Regions from separate parts of the Triticum aestivum genome. Here region 1 is linked to region 2. A link is a contact called in public Hi-C data. All regions are on one chromosome and are shown on one strand. The core of a region is the stretch at or near the end of the contact, and the rest is flanking DNA. Distances in the headings are between cores, read along the strand shown.

What was found. A called contact is a pair of places that touch in the nucleus more often than the background predicts.
Region 1: a contact with region 2 is called in a Hi-C map of leaf, with 3 times the contacts expected there. The contact joins the promoter of LOC123186010 here to the promoter of LOC123190343 in region 2. A contact is called at or near these places in 4 of 5 Hi-C or Micro-C datasets (leaf and root).

What each region holds. Positions count from the first base shown.
Region 1 is chr2A:698,683,481-698,687,051 of IWGSC CS RefSeq v2.1, forward strand. LOC123186010 (myb-related protein Zm1) reads left to right here and starts at 1,446. Exons shown (of 3, transcript XM_044597808.1): 1 at 1,446-1,707; 2 at 1,807-1,936; 3 at 2,025-3,227. The coding sequence starts at 1,569. The coding sequence ends at 2,859.
Region 2 is chr2A:698,484,930-698,488,103 of IWGSC CS RefSeq v2.1, forward strand. It overlaps LOC123190343 (binding partner of ACD11 1), which reads left to right and starts at 1,682. Exons shown (of 5, transcript XM_044602969.1): 1 at 1,682-1,887. The coding sequence starts at 1,882.

The DNA of each region.
Region 1 (3,571 bases), core at 196-2,695, 200 kb after region 2:
TAGCGGCTCGGAGCCCTGAGGTGACAATTTCTTCCTGGATGCAATGCAACAAGCGTTATTTGCCGGACACACGGCCACGTCTCCGGTCAAATTTGGGTGGATGGATAATGCATGCAGGAAAGTGAAGTTCAAATGCAACCCGGCCTCCAGCTCCAGCCTCCAGTAAACATCCCATTCCTGGGCCTGGTAGAAACCTAAATCAGCCAACAGTAAACATCACGTGTGCTTAATTACGTGGATCAGCTCAAGCAGCACTCCCCAAATCGCAGCAATTTTACAAGTAGTTCTATATATGCATGCTTTGAGAACACATAACAAATTTACCATTTGAACGGCTACTAGTTACCACCACATATATATTATCCCATATCCGTACTTAACTGTGGACATTGAAAACTTCGGCGCTGAGGCCGTTTAATCAAATCATACCATACCCGTACTCGATCGGGGACGACGTTTTTCCCTTTGAAACGAATTATTAAAAAGGAGCAGCAAAAACATGCGGTCCAATTATGATTATTCATTCGCTTTTGATCGCGAGCTCGACTGTTTGTTGCGGGGTTGCGATCCGCCACCGTCCTGCAGCTGCAGTTCCCCCGCGGGTTATAATTGGGGAAGAAAAATAAAAACGGGACGAATTAGGCAGCGAGTCTAATGAATCGTAGGGTGCATGCTAACGCTGCGCTGATTCGCCTATCGGAGCCTCCCAACAGTGCTGCGCGTACTGTTCCCCAATCCCGGCGATAAATTTGGTTCCAAGCAAAGCCGCTTTATTTGCTAACTGTTCCCCGCCATTAAGAAACTGATCTGGACGAATCATGCAAAGGAGGAGAGATCCGTTCCGTTCCGCGGCCCGTCCCTGTCCCGGTTAACCTACTTTTTCTTGTGGGTGTGTGTGTTTTCGCCATTGCCAGATCATGAGCCATGGACTGTCTGGGTGCCGCCGTGTCGCCGTGACGCGGATCGCCGGGGCGGGGGCACACGTCCGGTCGTGGGGGCGACCACGCGATCCCGCCGGTCCCAGCCGGACATCGTACGAGGCACGAAAGGAGAGAAGAGAACCCCACCAAGACCGCGGCGGCGCAACGTCGGCAGGCCCGCCCGCGGCCGAGGAAATCAGGCGACCGGGAAATAAACTAGCCCGACAGAATCACAGACACACGCAAGGCGATCCGCCACCTTCTCGTCGGGGACGGATGGATCGATCGGGACGGACGGGCTCAGGTGTATAGTGTAGCGCAGCCCAGGTGTAGTGGTGACAGGCGGGGCCGGGTTTGGTGAGCGGTGGGGACGGGGGCAGCGGCAGACACATGAGCACACGGACCAGGCCGTGGCTGGCTGGGTGTCAGCTGTCGCAGGGTCAGGGGACGGGACGCGCAGCAGCCAAAGTTTCACCCCGCGCGCGTGTATATATACCGGCGGCCCGGCCAGTGTCCCGGTTGCATCTCGCACACCTCCGGCACAAGAGAGCGCAACAGCAACAGCTAGCGCGGAGACAGGCCATCGGCCGGCCGGCGACCATTCGGGCTAGCTAGCTGTTTGAAGCGGTGGGAGGGAAGGAGGGGCCGATGGGGAAAGGCCGGGCACCGTGCTGCGCCAAGGTGGGGCTCAACAGGGGCTCCTGGACGCCGGAGGAGGACATGCGCCTCATCGCCTACATTCAGAAGTTCGGCCACGCCAACTGGCGCGCCCTGCCCAAGCAAGCAGGTAATGCCTCGCCGTCGATCGAACAGTAGCATGAGTTCATGCCAATTTTTGCTTAAGGGAGAACTCGACTGATGCATGTGATGTGTTTTGGTTCGACAGGTTTGCTCCGGTGCGGCAAGAGCTGCCGCCTCCGGTGGATCAACTACCTCCGGCCCGACCTCAAGCGCGGCAACTTCACCGTCGAGGAGGAGGAGACCCTCATCAAGCTGCACAACATGCTCGGCAACAAGTGCGTTCATCGCTTTCCTTTTGCAGCACCCTGAAGAAAGCTCCATACATGTGTAATCAACTGCAGTGGGCTAACAATTGCTGTCCAGGTGGTCCAAGATCGCGGCGTGCCTGCCGGGGAGGACCGACAACGAGATCAAGAACGTCTGGAACACGCACCTCAAGAAGCGGGTGGCGGCCAGCGCCGGGGAGCAGAAGAAGGGCGGGGCCAAGGGCAAGAAGAAAACCACCTGCGCCGACGTGCCGGCGCCGTCTCCGTCTCCATCCTCTTCCACAACCACCACGACCACCACCACGACCAACTGCTCCAGCGGCGAGTCCGGCGAGCAGAGCAACACCAGCAAGGAACTAGAACTAGAATTGGAGCTGGAGAAGATCGAGATCCCCATGCTGGACCTCGGCTTCGACCTCGACATGCTGCTGGACACCGTCACCAACACGCACTGCCCGGCCATCTCTTCGGCGCCGACCTCGCGCTGCTCGTCCGCGTCCCCGACGTGCGTGGTGGACGACGGCGCGCTGCTCGACCTGCCGGAGATCGACATCGTGCCGGAGCTGTGGAGCATCATGGACGGCGAAGGCGGCGCCGGCGCCTGCGCCGAAACGGCGCAGGTCCCGTGGAGCAATGCGGCGCCGTGCGACGGCAAGGGACCAGAGGCGAGCGCCGCAACGGCCGACGACGAGGACGGAAAGGAGTGGTGGTTGGAAGATTTGGAAAAGGAGCTGGGCCTGTGGGGGCCCATCGACGACTACCAGTACCAACAACCGGACCCGCAAGGCCTGTCGGGTCGCGCGGACCCGCTCTCCGCCAGCGTGGACGACCCCGTGTCGTCCTACTTCCAAGCCGGCCCCGCCAGCGCCACGTCAACCATCCATGGGCCCGAAGCCTCTGCAGTTCTCACAGACATCCCCATGGGTCTATGAGATCACTCGGTATATATAAACCGTCCGATCTCTTAGTATAGAAACAAGCACCGCGATCGGACGGCCACGACTGATGCTAGTACACAACATATACATGTACAAACTGTACAACTGTACGCCTGCAGCAGGAGTACGTACGTACCCAGCACGAAGACTATACGAAAAAAAGGGATATAGTTAGGCTAGGAAGCACACACAAGCTCGAGGAGATGCTTAAAATAACTTTTCCACACATGCGACCACGTTGCGCCGAAGCAGCAAAGTGGTGCGACGCAAACAAGTCAGAAACGGGTCAAGGTTTCCGGTGCTAATGAACCCGGGATGTAACTCAACTTCAACTGTCAAATGCCGCACACAACAGCGACCAAGTACGGATGCGCGTGCCGTCACGGTGACGCCAGCGCTTTATCATCCAAGAAATTCCTGCTACGGTTTTGGCCGGGCCAATCGGCTCCGACACCTTTGTGCTTTTTTGACAAAAAATGATCTTGGTGAAGCCTGTCTCCTTCCACCTTTCCCATTCGCTGCTCATGTTTTCTACTTCCTGTAACCACTTTGGCTCTAGTTTACATTTGCTGTCGTGTCCTTGAGTGAGCAGGCTGCATGATTGATTCATTTGTCAGTAGGGCGTTGTCGCGGATCATGACATGGAGGTAGGTTACCTAACACGGGATCCGGACAAGCTACGGCCGGGTCGTATTGGGCGAGTAAA
Region 2 (3,174 bases), core at 432-2,931:
TCAATGCTACCTAGCATGCCAAGTCAACCTCTCCTCTCATTTGTTGCCATCAATTTTTTTGTGTCATCTTCATTGGGTGCCCGAAGATACTCAGGACCGAAGACACGGATGATCACTTTCGCAAATCTACGCACAGACTTAATTGTGCTATCTTCACCAATGCGAAGATACTCATTGGCATAGTCAACCGGAACGCCATATGCAATCACCCGCATAGCTGCGGAGATTTTTTGATATGCGCTAAATCCCTTTAAGCCCGAGACATTCCTTCTTTGAGTAAAATACCGACAATTTGCCTCGCAAGCTTGAACAAGTTTCACAAAGAGGGATCGGCGCATTCGGTACCTTCTCCGGAAGAGGTGTGGAGGATATGTAGGATTCTCCGCGAAATAGTCTTGCATCAACATCTCATTCCCAAGATGGCGATTCCAAGGAATGCACAGACGCCCGAGAGTAGATCCTCGTCTCCTCTTCCGATGCTCGTCTTCATGCTCCTTCACAGCAAGTGCCATGACTAATGTTTGCCGCCGAAAGGTCGCAAGCATGGTCTCCACATCCGAGTCGTTCGAATCGGACGAATCGGATAGCAAGAACTTCTCGCACGGGGTCAACTCCATCTACACGCACACCTACGCGTCAATCTACTACACAGCTCGCAAAAATCACAAAGAAGGGACTAACCGGTGGCGGGTGATCACGGGCGGCGACGAGGGGGTGCGCTCGATGGTGGTCGATCCCCGGCGGCGGCGGCGACGGGTGGCGGCTCTTCTCGCCGGATCCGGAGGAGCGGTGCAGCCGCTCGGCGTGGGAGGGTGTGGGCGGCCCCGCGGCGCGCTTCCGCCCGCAGATATGGCCGGAATCACCGACGGCGGGCGGGCGGAAGCAAGGGCGGGCGGGCGGCGGAAGGAGGGGGGAAAAGATCGCGGGGCTGAAATGTCCCTCCCGCCAACTGCTTCTCTGTTATGCAGGGCACCGCAGCCGCGAGGGGGAAACCCGCGTTTTCCCGGGTTGGGGTCGGGAATTTGCCGCGCCCTTCAAAATTTTTTGCGGGTCGAGACGGAATGCCGGGTCTGGTCAGGCAGGCTTTTCGGCCCATACCCGTATTTCGACGGTTATTTTGCGGATCGGAGACACATGTGGGGTCTGCTAGAGTTGCTCTTATGAGGTGGGCACTTTGGTGCTGGGACAGACCGAGGTAGGGCATTCTCGTCCAAATTGTTGTGCCAGCCCACACATTGGTATTTGCGTCTAAATCTATGTGCACTACATAGAGGAATGGGAATAGAGAGAGTGCTATTTTTTTGATGTACTATCCATAAAAGATGTACGCGTACCCGTGTACACCATATCCGTGTCGTTTATTGAACTCAGTATTTCCTTTACGAACTTTGTTTTTTTGACGGGATTTCCTTTACGAACTTCGCTTTATTGGGTTCCTTGCTTCGCTTCCCCTCCCTACCTTGCCCGTGCTTTGTCGGTTTTTTTTTCCTTTTTGAGGAATATTTGTGCTTTCTCGTTGGCGAGGTCGGCTTTTTAAATTTGTTTGAGCAACCGGTGGCGAGGCCGCTGAGGCTGCGAGCCCCTGGACTGGACCCAACACTCCAACAGGCAGGGCCCAAAGTAAAAGGGCCGGAGCGTGGTGGGGTCCCAGCAGCCTGCGCGCCCCCACACGTCGCCACGTCACCGCCTCCACGTCTATTGCTGGAGTTGGACGGCAGGAACCGGCGCCTGCTCCACTCCACTCCGCGTCTCCGCCTTCTCCCCCCTCCTATAAATCCCGCCCGCTGGACACGGCGGATCCATTTCTCGCATATTTTTCTTCCCGTTTCCCGATTCAAGTCAGCGGTTAGGGTTCGGAGATCTCGGCGTCGCATCGCGGCCATGGCGGTGAGCTCTCCCGGTTCCCCCTCTCTCTGTCGGCCGTCGGCGGCAGCGCCGTTTCCGGCCCGAGTGCTTCTTGGCTCTGTTGATCTGGTCTTGGTTTGCGTGTTAGACTTTAGAAGCAGGGGTTTTGGTTTGGGGGGGTTCTAGATTTGGGCATACGCAGTCCTGGATAGAATTTTCTTTTTGTCAATTTGTCCTGCCAAAGATGGGGAAAGTAGAGAGTTTGGCTCCAGAAATTGGTGTCCCTTAGGAATGTAATGTGGGATAGTGTATCGGAGGCAGCCGTTTCTTACCAATCGATTCTAGTGAAATCTCGTCCGGTTTCGCTCGGCATTCTACCTGCCTGAATGTGGGATGGCCGGCGGGCTGAATCTGCCGCCCACTCATGTAGAATGCTGATAGGGTACTCAAATCACTTAGGTGCCAGCGCCGTCGATTTATCTAGTTATTGTTACTGTGGCCAAGTGTTGTGATTTGTGAGCCATGAACAGCCTTCCGTAACCCTTTTTTTTTTGGCAAACTTTTGTTTGATATTATGATGTCTGCAGTGAGTGGTTTAACCAGCGTGTATACTTGGTTAATATCCTGTCCCATGTTATCTGTTTATGCCTGCTTGCTTGTGCTGAAGTATTAGGTGCAAAAAAAATGATCTTATTACTTCTTTTTATTGCATTGTGAACACCAAGAATGTTATGTAACAATCAGTGCATGGTGAATATTGAGCTTTCTTTCTCCTCTATATTTCATAATAGCAAAAGAGCGCTGATTACGTCAGTTTACAGTTTAGCTATTTTATTTTATTTGATATGCTAGCTGCACTGACTAGTAAAATATCGTTGGGGTCATACAATGCCTGTCACGGAAAAAAGGTCTTGGCGGTGACTGTGAGTGCTATATACATGTTCATTACGAGCGGCACATACTGATCTGCATACAAATTGAATAGTTGTTGTGCATAAAACCTAGCATGATGGCACAGTTTAAACATGCAAACCTTCGAAGGAGATGATGTTTTTAGCATGAATAAATCACTTTATGAACATCTGAGGTTGAAATATTAAGCTTGATGCATAAAGTGGCTGCATATGTTTCCAGCGATTTGATATGAACAGTTAGTGGCCAATCTTGTCCAAAAATATTAGTTTGGGGTACCGGATTTAAAATAATCCTAAGACATTGGGAACAAATTCATCATTTTCTAACATAGATCGGAGCTGTGGAGGTGGTAAGTTCTTTCTTTTTTAACTGAGGTTGTGTAATGTTGATTAGGAAATCCCATTAGATATTGTG